2 separate regions of the Gasterosteus aculeatus genome follow, and region 1 is linked to region 2. Evidence: chromatin contacts called from public Hi-C data. All regions are on one chromosome and are shown on one strand. The core of a region is the stretch at or near the end of the contact, and the rest is flanking DNA. Distances in the headings are between cores, read along the strand shown. Region 1 holds the start of LOC120826449 (adhesion G protein-coupled receptor B1). Region 2 has its middle 15 kb from the start of LOC144383461.

The links. Hi-C and Micro-C count contacts between places; a contact is called where the count stands out from the background.
Region 1: a Hi-C map of skeletal muscle shows a contact between it and region 2, with 2.2 times the contacts expected there. The contact joins the promoter of LOC120826449 here to the enhancer-like site in region 2. A contact is called at or near these places in 2 of 6 Hi-C or Micro-C datasets (both in skeletal muscle).

The regions. Positions count from the first base shown.
Region 1 is chr10:6,715,402-6,722,873 of fGasAcu3.hap1.1, reverse strand. LOC120826449 (adhesion G protein-coupled receptor B1) reads right to left here and starts at 5,236. Exons shown (of 31, transcript XM_040188744.2): 1 at 4,812-5,236; 2 at 1,707-2,543; 3 at 810-959; 4 at 622-720; 5 at 348-512; 6 at 1-159. The coding sequence starts at 2,412.
Region 2 is chr10:6,675,967-6,682,691 of fGasAcu3.hap1.1, reverse strand. No RefSeq gene overlaps it. Among protein-coding and RNA genes, the nearest start is that of LOC144383461, 15 kb to the left of the region's middle. Within about 2 kb of position 4,056, at least 2 of the 9 cell types and tissues checked have open chromatin away from gene starts, as enhancers often do.

The DNA of each region.
Region 1 (7,472 bases), core at 3,987-6,486, 39 kb before region 2:
AGACAGCGATGTTGCAGAACTTGGTTTGTCTTGTAGGGCCGCGGCAAGGCTCTCCTCCGTTCTGGGGCTGCTTGCATATGCGGGTACGATCGCGGTAACCACGGCCGCATGTGGATGAGCACAAGCTCCAGGGGGTCCACTCATCCCAAGCACCATCAACTACACATGGGTGGGAAAGAGGGATAATATGAAAATAGAAGCTAATTTTGTTTAACAATAAAAGTGTTTTGAATTAACAGAAGGCTTTTGCCTCCATTGAGAGATTTCAGATCCAGATTCCGTGTCTTTTTTTTCTTTTTTTCTCCCCCTGTAATGGTCAAATTAGAGAGAAGTAAGCCGGCACTCACCGGGGCAGACGGCCGTATTGTTGCAGGGCCGGTTCTCGCGCAGGGCTCCCGTGCACTGAGTGGTGAAGGAGGAAGTGGCACAGATGCGGGTGCGGCTCTGCCAGCCCTCTCCACAGGTGATTGAACATGTGCTCCAGGGGGACCACTCATCTGTCTTAGAATCTGCTGTTGGAAAAATGACAAAACATTAATTACAGGATAAGCCGACAAGGACTGCAACAGTTGCAAAGCAGATATTGTGTAAAAAAGAACATTAACAAGAACTTCCTCTCACCTGTTTGTGTTGCAACAACTCCATAGTTAGAATTATCAGCATTGTCTCTTTTCAAACCAACAATGGCTCGCAGACCCTGGCTCCTGTTTCGCTCTTTGCCTGAAACAATTACAAAATTATATGGTTATTACATTGAATCAGAGCCACCTGCAGCCAAGTGCTCCCGACATAATGACAGGTGGGCTTACCAATGCAGGGCTGAGGGTTGCAGGCCCGTCCCTCTTCAACGGTTCCCTCGCACACATCGTCTTCGGGCTGACAGGCTCGGCTGCGCACCTGAACTCCACCGTCGCATTCTTGGCTGCACACTGACCAGCGTCCCCAACCCGCCCAGCCCTCTGTGGGAAGAGATAAGAAGAGGACATTGAGCAAGGTTGGAAACTGATATTGTTGTAAGGAATAAACGTATAAGTGTTTTTGGGTGCAAATATAAGAACAGGGAGTGAGTATTGTTTTTCTATGTGTAAAGAACGAGGAGGGATGATTATTTCTGTGCAGAACTGGGTCCTCGGCCGGATGGAAGATGCATTTGAAATGGTGATTATTTGCTATTAACCACTTGGTGGGAGCCGGGGCAGAGTGCTTTGTAAGGCCGACAGGTGCGTTGCTATAACGACCACCAGCTGACTGTGAGGTCTTTGTGCCCTTTTCAACTCCCCCTAAATAACACACAAACATACCCTCTATCCCACAGCCCAAACTACTTGCCAGGCGTTAAGTGCAGCATGCATGTCTGGCCTGAAGACGCACTAATACTCTCTAACACCTTTGATTTCTTCTCATTACTCTGTGGCGCAGGAGTGCACATCCTTTGTCTGTTAGGGTTACCTGCTCTACAGACATGGATCATTACCCAACACTCAAACACTGAGAGAAAACAGGGCTGCAGACCGCCTGTTGAGCTGCCGTCTCCTTGAGAGCACGATCCAGCCTAATGAATGTCATTACAAAGTAACACAGCAAATGGTCGGGAGGAAAACTGTCTGTTCTGTTTTCAAGGGCGAGATTTTTGGAGAATTTAGTTTTTCTTTTTGCTGTCACCAGTTCACCCTCGTGGTAAAAAAACAAACATTTTACAAACTTACTGATGATGATCTCAGCATCGCGTCCATTGTCACGGGGAACAGGAAGGCATTTCTCAACGTAGACACCGCCTTTGTAGCAGCTCCCGGGCTTCCTCTTTGGGACTTCCCAGCACTGGCAGGGAGTATTCATGATGCCACAGGGATAATCATGGGTGCTACTGGACAGGCACTTCTCCAGCCACTGGCACAGCATCTGGCAGGCAGGCATGCTTGGGTTCCTCTTCCCCACGACCAGAAACTCAGCCTTGAACTCATTGACATCATTCTGGCCCTCCAGCATCTCCACGCCGTTTCTTGCGGCCACCTTGCGGATCTGCAGGAACTGCTTCGTGGACTCCAGGTATGTGACAGTGGTTGATGCGTCGCACAGCTTGACGACCTCATCGAAGCTCTCCATGCCCAGATAGGTGCGAGAGGTCTCGATGAAGGAGTCGAACTGGAAGGTCTTGATCTGGCGGGGCACGCAGGAGTCGGTCGGCTTAGTGATTTTCATGTAGACGGTGTAGCGGCGAGGATCAGGGTTCTGCAGGGTCCAGGAGCATGGCGTGGAGTGCAGGGTGGATGTCGAAGAGAATACACCAAAGAAGCGACTCTGTTCCAGGGTGGCGCAGGTGGCAGAGGCTGGGCCGGAGGGCGTGCAGGAGGTCAAACCGAAGAAGAGTAGAACAAGGGCCACACAGGGGCCGGTAAGAGCTGACCACGCCATCGGGTGGGCTTTGATGGGGGGCACTTTCTTTGATTGCTGGATTGACCAGGTCTTTTTTGATGTATCTCTGAAATCCCTCTGAAGAACTGTTGAATTTTGCAGTCTTTAGGGAATCAATATCACCAATGAAGCTGCACAGAAACAGGGAATGAAAAAAAGAAAACAAATCTGTCAGAGTACTCCAACATCTCAATAATCTGAACAAAACACTACAAATTAGTATGCAGGATAAAAGCCCTGAAAATGAAATGCATTTACCCCCACACACACAACATTCATGAGATGCATTTTAATTGTTGAACTGATATTAATGCATCAGGGTTTTGCTGCTGATCAGTATCATAGGGCTTCGGGGCAGATTCAGTGATCTAAAATGCCCAGTCCTTCGGGACATAATTGCTCTGGCACTGCAATTACAGTCCTTCACAGTAGACTGGTATTTCCAAGCTCTCGCTCTTTCCTCCCACACACCAAACTGCATGGCGAATCATGTGCGTCAGTCTGACGTCCACAGAAGCATTGCCACGGGCAACCAGAAGACGCCTATTAGTTCCTCTGTTTGTGCTATGCACTCCTCCAATTGAGCCGTAAACAAGAAGGATGCTTATTTTGTATCCCTTGCGCAGTGTGACTGCATACACTTATGCATTGGATACCAGAGTGCAAAGTTGAATGTAATATGGATCAAGAGTGAACTCTTGCATATTAACTCAAATGCATGCAGGGTACCAAAGATGCATCACTATAACCTAGTACAATTTTTTATGCACAAAATTCCTGCTGAAAACTTGCTTTATGTGGACTGTAATTAACCTCATATAAACTTTGAATGACTAACTGTGCATGTATAGAGAGAGAGAGGGTGCAGAGTCAGACTCAATGTCAAAGCATCTCTACCTGACTGGACAGACTTAAAATGTTGGATGCTCCGTGGAGCACTGAAGAAAGGAGGAAACACTGTTGCTCAGCAACATCTTTTTACAGACATTCGGGATTCTTATTCTTCCTACTAATGTTCTCTGTCTTATTAATAACTTGGGTCCTTCATACGGAAGGAAGATCTTGTTAAATGCTCAGGAATAATTGCCTGCTTGTCGTGTATGCGACCGAGGGGTTGATCAAAGTGACGGGGTATTGCACACCGTGGAACAATTGATGCCTACAGCGAGCTTCGCCGCGAGAAGCACCTGCACTTTTCAGGCACAACACTCATAATCACATTCCTCCCATCTCTCCCTCCCTCTCATCCTCGCCTCTTTGTGAACAACACGAAGACCTCTGCCTTGTGTATGTGGGTGTATCTCTCAACCGGAAGCTCCATGAATGGGCATCTGACGAAGCACACAGTGAAAAGAAAGAAGTCCAGCTGTCGTAGGATAACTCTGTTTCTCTCCACCCCTCTCTCCGTTCGTTGCTTATCCATTTGCTGTCGTCAACAGTAATACTGCAAAGCACGCAGCCCAACAAAAGCGGTCCATCTGTTTTATGGACACAGGGTTTATTTTTTTGCAGATTCAGTGTGAAAAACAGTACAGAACTGCAGAATTGCCATCAGCGGCATGCTCTCCATTTAAGCTGCCGTAAAGACTTTTGCAGAATACAGATACAGAATTCATCTTAGGTGTATAACTAACTTAATGTTGCAAATTAAAACAGAGCAGGCATTTGATACGGTGTGTCAATGTTGTACTGGCTGCAAATGGTTAGTAAGTTATTTGCATGACTGCACCAGAAAGCTGCAAGCTGATAGCTATTTGTCTAATGCAGACACCTGGAGGACTTTGGTTCACTCTCAGTCATTCTTCTGCAAGAATGATCTCTTTTGCTGAAACGAACTTTGTAAAAGCAAAGTGTACAACCTTTACAGGTTTGCCCTGTGCAAATACTTGTGCACATGTGTGCTCATGGTTTAAAGAACGTGTGTGTGTTGCTCAGATTCAGATTTACTTACAAAATGCATTTAATGCCTGGTAATATGTGATGGGAGAAAATCTGAAAGTTGTACGGCAACCTGTTGCTGCATTCTAACTTTCTGCAGCTGAACAATGAAATTGTTACTGATCGGCTTCACAGGGAACAACAGAATATTGAGAACAATCCTACGATATAGCGCCAGAACTATCGATCAACACAACGAAACAGACGTTACGGGGACCAGACAGCTTCAGATGTGTGCGAAAAGCAACGCATGCTGCTCACTGCCGGGGGAGAGAATTTCAGCACCACGGACAGCGATCAAGAAGTTCGCGCAGACAAACATGCATGCACCTCATCACTCATACTCACTTTGTAGCTTTCCATGTTGAACACAGAACCCCGTATTCACAGGAAGCACACATTGACAGGACGAAGCAAAGACAATAAAGTAAAGCCGAGTAAAGCTGGTCGTCTTTCCTTACCTTATAAAACGATCTGCTCGACTCGAAGTCTTCAGATCCGGTCCAAAACTTTTGCAGTGGTCGATGCCGCAGAAATGACGCGACAGGTCCAAGCTCGACCCCGGACGGGTCGATCCCAAGTTTCAGTGCAGTCCACTCACTCAAGCGAAGAAATAATATTGACTCTAACCAAACTCCAAAGAGTTTACTACCAACTTTGTTTAGCTGCTATGTCCAGATAAACTGGTGTATAGCGGGTTTACAAATTGGCTGTACCGGAGCTCCAGCAGACAGTCCGTCGAACCAAACGCCGTGGTCTCGATTGTCTTCTCTCTCTAGGCTCCAGGATAAATGTTGGTACTTCTACTCCCGGCTTCGGAGTCTTCTTTGCTTGAGGTCTTTGCACTGCAAGTGGGTCCTGTCTCGGTGTAGCTTGTGGCCTCCTCTCCGCGGTTTATATATCCAACCCCGCCCCCCCCGAGCCGACTCCGACTCCGTGCGTGGATGGCGTACCGAGGTGAATGAGACAGCGCCAAGGCGGGAGGGAGCGTGCGGGGGAGAGGTGTTTGCGTGCGCGTGTGTAAGTGTGAGAGTGACCGTGTCGGCGCAGGGAGGGGAGGGGCCTTGAACGGGGAGAGAAAAGGGAGGGATCCGTGCACGGAGACAGAGACAGACGATCATGGACAGCAAACTACGCAGATGTTAACGTAGGACCAAAGGTACCGGAACTAGGATTACCTGTTCAAGTCACATGCGCGTTATCCCTGACAACATGATGATGTATTAAACAGGAAATATTAGCAGTTAATTTGTTAATTATATACATCGTTAATTATATATATATGTTTATATTTATATATATATATGAATATTTATATATATATATATATTTGTATATATATATATATATATATATATATATATATATATATATATATATATATATATATATATATATACAAATATTCAATTTTTTTTTTTTAAATATTATTTTGTAAAACACACACATACATTTTGAGACATTGTTGTATTCAGGCTCATTGCCAGCTGATTATGGGACTGAGGGATGATCTCTTCATGTGTTACTTAAAAGGCAGTTATTGAATAGTCCCGTTGGGGTGTGTCCTTGACTCGGCTGTGCACGGGGCCGGCCTGTTCCGGCGACCGTCATCGTGACCGCATCTCCTCGTCCAATTAAAAGCAGAGACGGAACGCACACGGTAGCACACGGGATTTAAGGCAACACCCTCCATTCCATCCCTCCTCGGTGGAGTGGGCGGATCTGGGTACACATCTCTAAAGTGTGGAAGGGATAACCCAACGTGGGCGTCTGCACGTTGTTGTAATGTTGGCTTGTTTCCTCCTCTACCCAAGCTATGAGAGAGAGAGACATCTAGAAGGAACACTAATAACTGTCCAAGCAACATGAGTCAGGATAACAGTGGAACCGGTTATGAGTGATTATCAGTCATTGTCTTTCCTCGTCATTAATGTCCCAGCTATGTCTCCTCAAGAAGACTGAGCCTGCGGGAGTGAGGAGCTGTGCTGTGGCGGCATGGGGATTTTGAGATTGGGTAAATGACAGTAGACAACATCAACATGAAAAAGTAATTTCCTCCGACATGAGTTAGTTTGTCTGGTGCATTTACAATGTGGCTACTTTTAGATTGTAACCGGCAGGGACTTTCTTCAACTAATAGCTTTGTGGTCATGGTGACATAAAGGGGTGGAAATTACGCTCTATTTTCAGCAATCATTTGGCCCTCCACACAGGGTCAGGTTGCTATTACAGAGATATAATGGTTTCCTAATTAAACTCAACATAAACATGTATTTTTACAACAGTCTTTAATGCTATTTTTGTGGAAACAGCACATTGAGGGCTCTTAAGATTACAGAGGTTAAGCCAGGTCGGTTTCAACCTAAGCTTTTATAAAAAGACCATCACAAAACAGTTTATCGTTACCTATTTCGACAATGACATTGTTCGCTAAATAATGACTTTATCCCATTTGTACACTTAAGATCACTTTCATTAACACTTTGTAGCAATATAGACCACCTGCAAATCCCTGAAACATATTCTTTATTATAATCCCTTTCACGTCTTTTGAACCCTGCATTGCTTGCACAATATTAGTCATTAATGTACATTTTACCACCTCTGTTAGCGAGCTGGGGGTTTCTTCCAACTTGCTAAGTGGCAAATATCTATCAACAAAACCATGTGTACCATCTTAGAAAGAGACCAGCCTGTAAACTGGTTCATTTCTGTATCTCTGTAGCATGTTTATTCATGTTAATTAAACTCACAAACTAGCAGCCATCATCTGTGGCCCGGGAAGAAATCCTCTGATTAAATGTTAGCTCACATTTCTTATTTCTTCTGCTCCACAGGCTGAGAGCTCATCGATGGACAAATGGTTGCTGAAGAACCCTCAATCTTTCTGCATATGTAATGGGGACAGGAGTCACAGGTAGGGTTAGGTGGTCATTTAACCTCCAACTGCTGATTCACAGCTGTTCGGTAGCCAAAGCCATAAGTGTGAGCATGTGATCCATGCAGCTAATTTAGGTGTAATTAGCAAATACACTAAAAATTGCCAATAAACATTATTTTGAACTCCAATAAAACCTTCACCTTTTTGCGCCTGCATATTTGAACATCGAACGCCCTCTGGT
Region 2 (6,725 bases), core at 2,807-5,306:
TAATAAACTAGGATGTAGCAATAAGGGAAATTGAGCCAGAGCTCTCGCATAGGAGGAGGAGGAACACGGGGCTCTGTATGGATAATTTAGTTGTAGCTGTGGTCCCCAACCACCGGGCTACTTGGCACCCGGACGCAGAGAAGGAAAAACATTTTATTTTGAATTATCCGAGTTTTGCTCAGGGACACTTCGACACAAGACACGTCCATTACCTTGTCCGGAGGACAGTGTATCCCATGGGACAGTGTTTCCCATGGCAAATCCACCATCAGCTCTTTGGTTTTAGCTGCAGTGCTGCTGCCTCCAGATCAGCTGCAGGTGGTGTATGTTGTTCTACTGAAGCTGATCCTCAGCTCCTTCTGCACAGTTCTCAGTTCCACCTTGTTTCCTGATATTGCAAATAACATTCAAATTGCTCTCAAAGCTTCATGTGATGACGATTAACATATTTCTTCTTGAGTATTTGAAGGTGGCAAATTAGCCATATTGAGTTATAATCAAAACAAAAGCTGCTACTGGGCCTTTTCTTCTGAACATTCTCATTGGCACTTTGCAATTCACGCTGCACCAAAGATCAATCACAAAAGTCTTAACGTGTTAATTTTATGACAATATATCAACCAGTAAATTACACTTCAATCCTCACATGATGGCCGACGCACTGCGGAATACGTACCTACTAAATTCTGACTAAATGATCAGATTCCTGATCCAGATTTTTGGGGGTTTTAATGAGAACCAAAGCATGCTAGCACAGTCAATTGTTTCTGGATCTGAAAATAAAATCTATCTATAATAAAGTCTATAATTGAAACTCCATACCTGGATGATATAGAAGGATCTTGCTTTATGAGAACCGTTCAGGTAAAGCCAAAGCTACGACGGAGCAAAAAATAGAGTTCAAGTTTTCCAAATTTGTAACTAACAATAAACAACATAGGGGTCTGTAATTTGAAGAAAATAGTCTTTATATATTGCCACAAGTTGACTTAATTGAGAAAGAGATGATTTATAGAAGTACCAGCCAGACTTACATCTGTCATTGTTTTCATTTAGCGTCAATCTCAGATGTGATGGATGTTCTTTAAAATCGAGTCCTGCCTGTAATTTGAAAGCTATTTTTGCTTAATTTGTCATTTTAACGTAGAAGCCAACAAACAAGAAGACAGGAAAGATTGGAAACCGTTTATAGCCGCGGTAAACAAACATTTAACTGCTTGTTCGGAACTCAAATTACCCACGGCTATTTCTTTGGTTGCCTATTTATGTAATATGCAGGAGTTAATGCACTTTCATTAGAGAGTTGGGTTTGTTATTTTGCTCATATGATGTTTGTTATTCAACCCAAACATGTATAATAATAAGAATATATAAATATTAATAGTGCTTTTTGGTCTAAACGGATATCAAAACAGTGCCTTCAACCACTACCATTAAAAAAATAGAAACATGAAGTCAACAGACAGTAAAATACACATGCAGCAGATGCAGAGCCACATTAGTATCTATTTGCAGTCCTGTTCCTGGACACCTGAAATATAAACTCAGTATTTGTTCTCCTTTTAAGGCTTATTTTGGTCTCTGGAAGCTTCCCCTCACTCACAGTCACTGACTTTGTCTGTTTGCGTGATGGATGCTCCAGAGTTGATGAGGCTAATGACATGGTATTTAGCCCGGAAAATTAAATTTAGAAAAAGTGCAGTACAATAGTTTCATGTAATAATACATAATACTTTCATCAGAGTGCTTACGCAACCTTCTGTTGACAGATCTGCTCCAGTCGCAAGCCAACGCGAAAAATCTATTGACACTCCTCTGAAAATGAAAGCGTTTTGAACACGTTGACGGAGCCAACAAGCTAAATTATCTTAGCTGTGAGGTTCCATGAGAACTGAAGGGAGGCTGTTTGCACAAGCTCAGCCTGTTGCATTAACATGTGAATCCCATTTGTGGAGGAATTTATTCAGAGACTTTTTAGATCATACCTACACAGCCGGGCCTTGATGCAAGCCATGAAAAGCATTTGCGGTTATTAAGTAATGTCCAACACAATTATTTTGGCGTGAGGTTTAGTGAGCGGTGGCTGCCCTTTAGATTCAGAGAGAGGAATTTGATATCTTTGTCCATCATCCATTTCAATTTGCATCTGGCACGGAGGGTGTAACTCACAGTAAGCAGACGTCTCGGAGGAGTCGAAAGCCATCTGTGTCACCATATTGAGCGTGCCTCCTCTGAATCCCTCTCATGTACCCCACGTCCCGACACAGTATATTTGAAGACATACTGTGCAAACAAACACAGGAGAATGGCAGAGATCCTGCTGCATTTATCCAAATCGCTAAAGTTGGCAGAATGTCGCCGCCGTTTCCCCCCCCATGCTCACTGTGCAACTTCTCACAATATGACAGAAAAGAAATGTGATCTGCGAGCCGGCTTCCAGTACGTCATTATGTTACAGTGAGCCATTATGAAATGAAAAGTTGCTGTGTGTTCCCCCCTTGTAAATCAGACCGTTTTCAAAATGTCTTCCAATCATAATGTACACCTTGTTGAAATGTGTAAACTGGTAGATTTGCACCATTAACTTGGCAATAGCCACGGTTTTGTTATAAGCTGTTAAAGCTCAAAACAGCAAATGAATGTGGGGATTACTACATCAACCACGGCAGCTGTTTCAATCTCAGTTTTTAAGGCAGAGTAGAAGAAAAGTCCTTGAAACTGTCAGAAAAATGGAAATCTACCGTTTCCTGACATCTATTTAACATAGACTTCCAGAACAGCAGATAAAATCAACTTTATTTTCATTATTCACATTCACATTCCTGTGACTTCCTTTTAGTTGTAAGACATTTGTGTTTTTCTTCTGTTTTCTGTCAAATTGAGTTTTATCAATACAAAGTTCTTTCTTCCATTCTGCTGCAGAGTTTCTTGCACCTACTGTAACAATTTGCTAAAGCACCAGACGGTTTAATCCACCAACAATCCTTCTGCCATCAACCCACTGGGAAATCACCACGACATGTTGAGCGGGGAATCACAACAGAGTTGGTAAAACAAGACAAACACAATCAGAAGTCATCTTGCTATTTGATTATTGATCCCCCACTACAAGCCTTCATGTGAGTAACCGCTGACACAACACCCACTCCCACTCTGAGCCTCGGTGGAGGCTCTGGAATGGGCAGAGCTGAAGCACGAGGCTCCTGGGCTAAAAATGATTACCACCTGCTGCCCAACTGGTGAAAAACTGTCATACACCCCCACATAACCACGGAGCAGCCTTGCACACTCACTCCCCCTCAGCGTGTCATCCCTTTTAAGTCAAATCCAGCTTTGTTTAGCATATGCAGGGAAAAGTCCCATTTTACATTCAATTTCATATTAACCGGCAAATATTAACAGGTAATAAAAAACTAAAAAACATTGTTGCTAACTGAAACAATAGAATAGACACAAACAAAACCAAGTACACAAAGAAAATAGATTGTTTTAATAACTATTCTGTTGATTATCATAGAAAAATTGGATGAAGCACTTGATCATTGTACCACAGCAGTAAGTTAAACGTTATAAGCTGAGAGAAATCTAGTTTTCAGTTGTTCCCCTTTTCTATAATTGAGAAGACCTTGATGGGATGAATCATTGTCAGGCCATTCCGAGACTGTGTTGATGTCATCCTCAATTTCAGCAGGAGATGTGCGTAATTTTATGACGATTTTACTCAGAAACATCTGCTGTAGTTCACGCACATCCCATGCACTATATCTATACAAAGTGCATGTGCAAGATGAGGACGTCATGCCATGGACACTGCATTGAATCTTTTTAAGCATATAGGAATTGCCTTGCATTGGAGGCTTAGCACCATTCTGCATTTTGTGTCTGCTTAATTGCTAACGATCACCTCTGTTCCATAACTGTTTAGCGACATCTGAGGAAACTCAAAGCAGTGACTGAAGTCTTGTCTGACCATGAAGATGTCATTTAATGACATGACAGGATGTACTTTCTTCAGCCAGCTCGCTCAGGGAGACCATCTCCAGCTCTCTTCTGCCTCTCTCAGGCCGAACTGGGAGCAGCAGCACTTCCGGTCGTCCTCGTCTTTTGTATTCCTCCTGTGGTGCAGTCCTCCTCCCTCTCTCATTTTCCCAGCTTTTCATTGAATCATTGTCTGCACACTCAGGCACGTGGATGTTTGCCTGTATTGCGGGTGTTGAAGCTGGTAAAGAGAGAAGTCACATGTCCATAGATTTACATTTCAGGGACTCCAGGGTTACAATATTGTTATTTGATTATTTGAGTATCATATGCATAAACTCATATGCATAAACACGTGAATGCAAATCTCTTGCTGCTGCTGGAGCCTTATATGGAAACCTAAAAGCTCAGAAGAGAAGCAATTAACTGTTTGTTTTTTTACCTGTATGTGATGAACTGCAAGATTGGCTTCGGCAGACATAAGCTCAGTTAGAAACAGAGCTTATGTCTGTACAGTGCATGCATATGGTTGTGGAATGTGCAGCTATTTGATATCCAATCCAGTATGCCTGGGGGGGGAAAGTATATGTAGATTAAAGTTGTCCACTGCAGATGCTCTGCAGCTTCCTCCTGAGCTCAGACCATCTGCACGGGAAGTCTTGCACAACATGGTGGCTCCAAGGAAATAAGCAGAGCCCTCCACGTGACACCTTCAGGGGGATGGAGCCGGCTCTGATGGTGACACCCATCGCTTCACCAGGTTAGCAGAGTGGGCGGGAGGTGGTCATATTTTTCCCCTCTGTGCTCTGGACGTTTCCAGACTCTGCACGGTGACAGAGCAGTGTCGTTGACTCTCTTTGTGCATCCTGTAACCAGACATCATGGCAAACACGTTTTGTATTGCTGTGTTGAATAAAACAACAAAACAAATAACAGAAGGACAGTTGAGGAAAATTTAAAGAATGTTTACTTTATATCTGCTTTTTACGTCAGTATTTATGTCAGCGGCCGAGGTTAAATAAGTGTTGCCAACAACGCCGCCTAAGTAAAAGAGCCCGAGGAACTCAAAATAACTAACTAAAACATTCTTTTCTATTTGGGGAAGAGCAGGGAAAGAATGACCCAAGAGGAGACAGGGCGGAAATATTAATAGACAATTAAAGCTGAGAGCATTTAGTCAAGTCAAGGAATGGGAGCAAATCATACAACTTCTGGTGCACAGAGAAGTGAGCACTTGTGAAGTATACACTTCTCTGATTGAGTAAAGTTGTGGCAGATATAATTTGCGAAATGAACACACTGAATATGTCTCCGCATGCCACAGGCACCAGCATTTAAACTTGTATGGCAAGCTGGTCGGCTTCGTGAAGACAGCAGAGCTGTGGAAAAGTGACTCTTTAGACCTCAGCTTTCATCAATGGGATCATTTCTCTCTAGCGACGATGTGGACAGAGGTCCAGTCATGTCGGTCACAGCGGGACATTTGACAAAGATGATTCATTGTTTTCAAGCCTGCTCTGCCGATATGGAGGAGAAATCTGAACAGCTGGATCACAGCTGTGGCCTCCAAAAGAGGGCACCTGGATCAGCGCAGTTGCTGGGGCTGCTTTATTGATACGTATAGGGGGCGCTATCGAGCCAAAGTGTCGTTAGGAAGAATTGAAATCATATGAAGTAACTACATCTTTAATTCTAAATGTGTTTAAAAAAGATTGAAACTTTGTTCAAAAATGCCAGGGGGCGCTATGGAGGCAATTTACCACTTTTGAGCCAAAACTCCACAATAGGTCTGCATGTTATTACCTAGGACACTGACAGAGGTTTAAGAGTTTTTGAGTTTTCTATATTTGCTTGAAGTTTCATACGAAGGCCATGTTCTCACGGCAACAAAGTTTTTTGAAAACTCGAAAACTTTCGAAAATATTCGATGTGAACAATCATCAAAGTATTAAGGCTTATCTGCCCAAATTTGAGGTCGCTTAGATAAAAGGAATAGGAGTAGCCCATCAAAGTGTAAAACGTTTGCATTTCCCAATGCCAATAGGTGGCGCTATGATTTTTTGAAAATCAGTGCGTGGGAATACTTTAAAGCCAACACTAACATCATGAATAAGACATTTTGGCCAGAAATAAAAATGTTCCTATGAGTTATAACATTTTACATTTTCAAGAAAATCAACCAAATGGATGCCAGGCCACACCCAGGTAGTTGCATTAAAACTCTTGATTTTGATAACTGGAGCACACAGGTGTCAGGATCAATTTGCCCGGACTCGAAATTGATTGGATATTAACTCTCGTAGGAGATTGTTCTTTTATGAATGCAAAATCTGATGGAAATTGAAAAGCAAATATTCAGCGATTGAGTGCAGCACCTCCTAATGTTCAGATATTCTGAAAAAATAAAGTACCTTCATGGACCCGACATATCCTAAAGGTCCTATTCGGTGAGGACAGGCCAATTACAGGTCATAGATCTTTAACTATTTGGCCACACTCTTTATAAACTTGGTCCATAACTTTGACAAATAATAATATATATAAAAACAAGCTTTCAATAACTTTAGATGGCATTGAGCCAATAGTGATTCCCTGAAAATTTCATGAGAATCGGAGCCAGCGTCTGGCTGTCAGCGTCAGCGTCAAAAACCTATTTTTCACAAAATCCAAAATGGTGTAAAATCTAGTTAGGCGCATTTGCATAACATGATTTACTTTTTTTGTAGAGCATATCCAAGAGTTTTTGA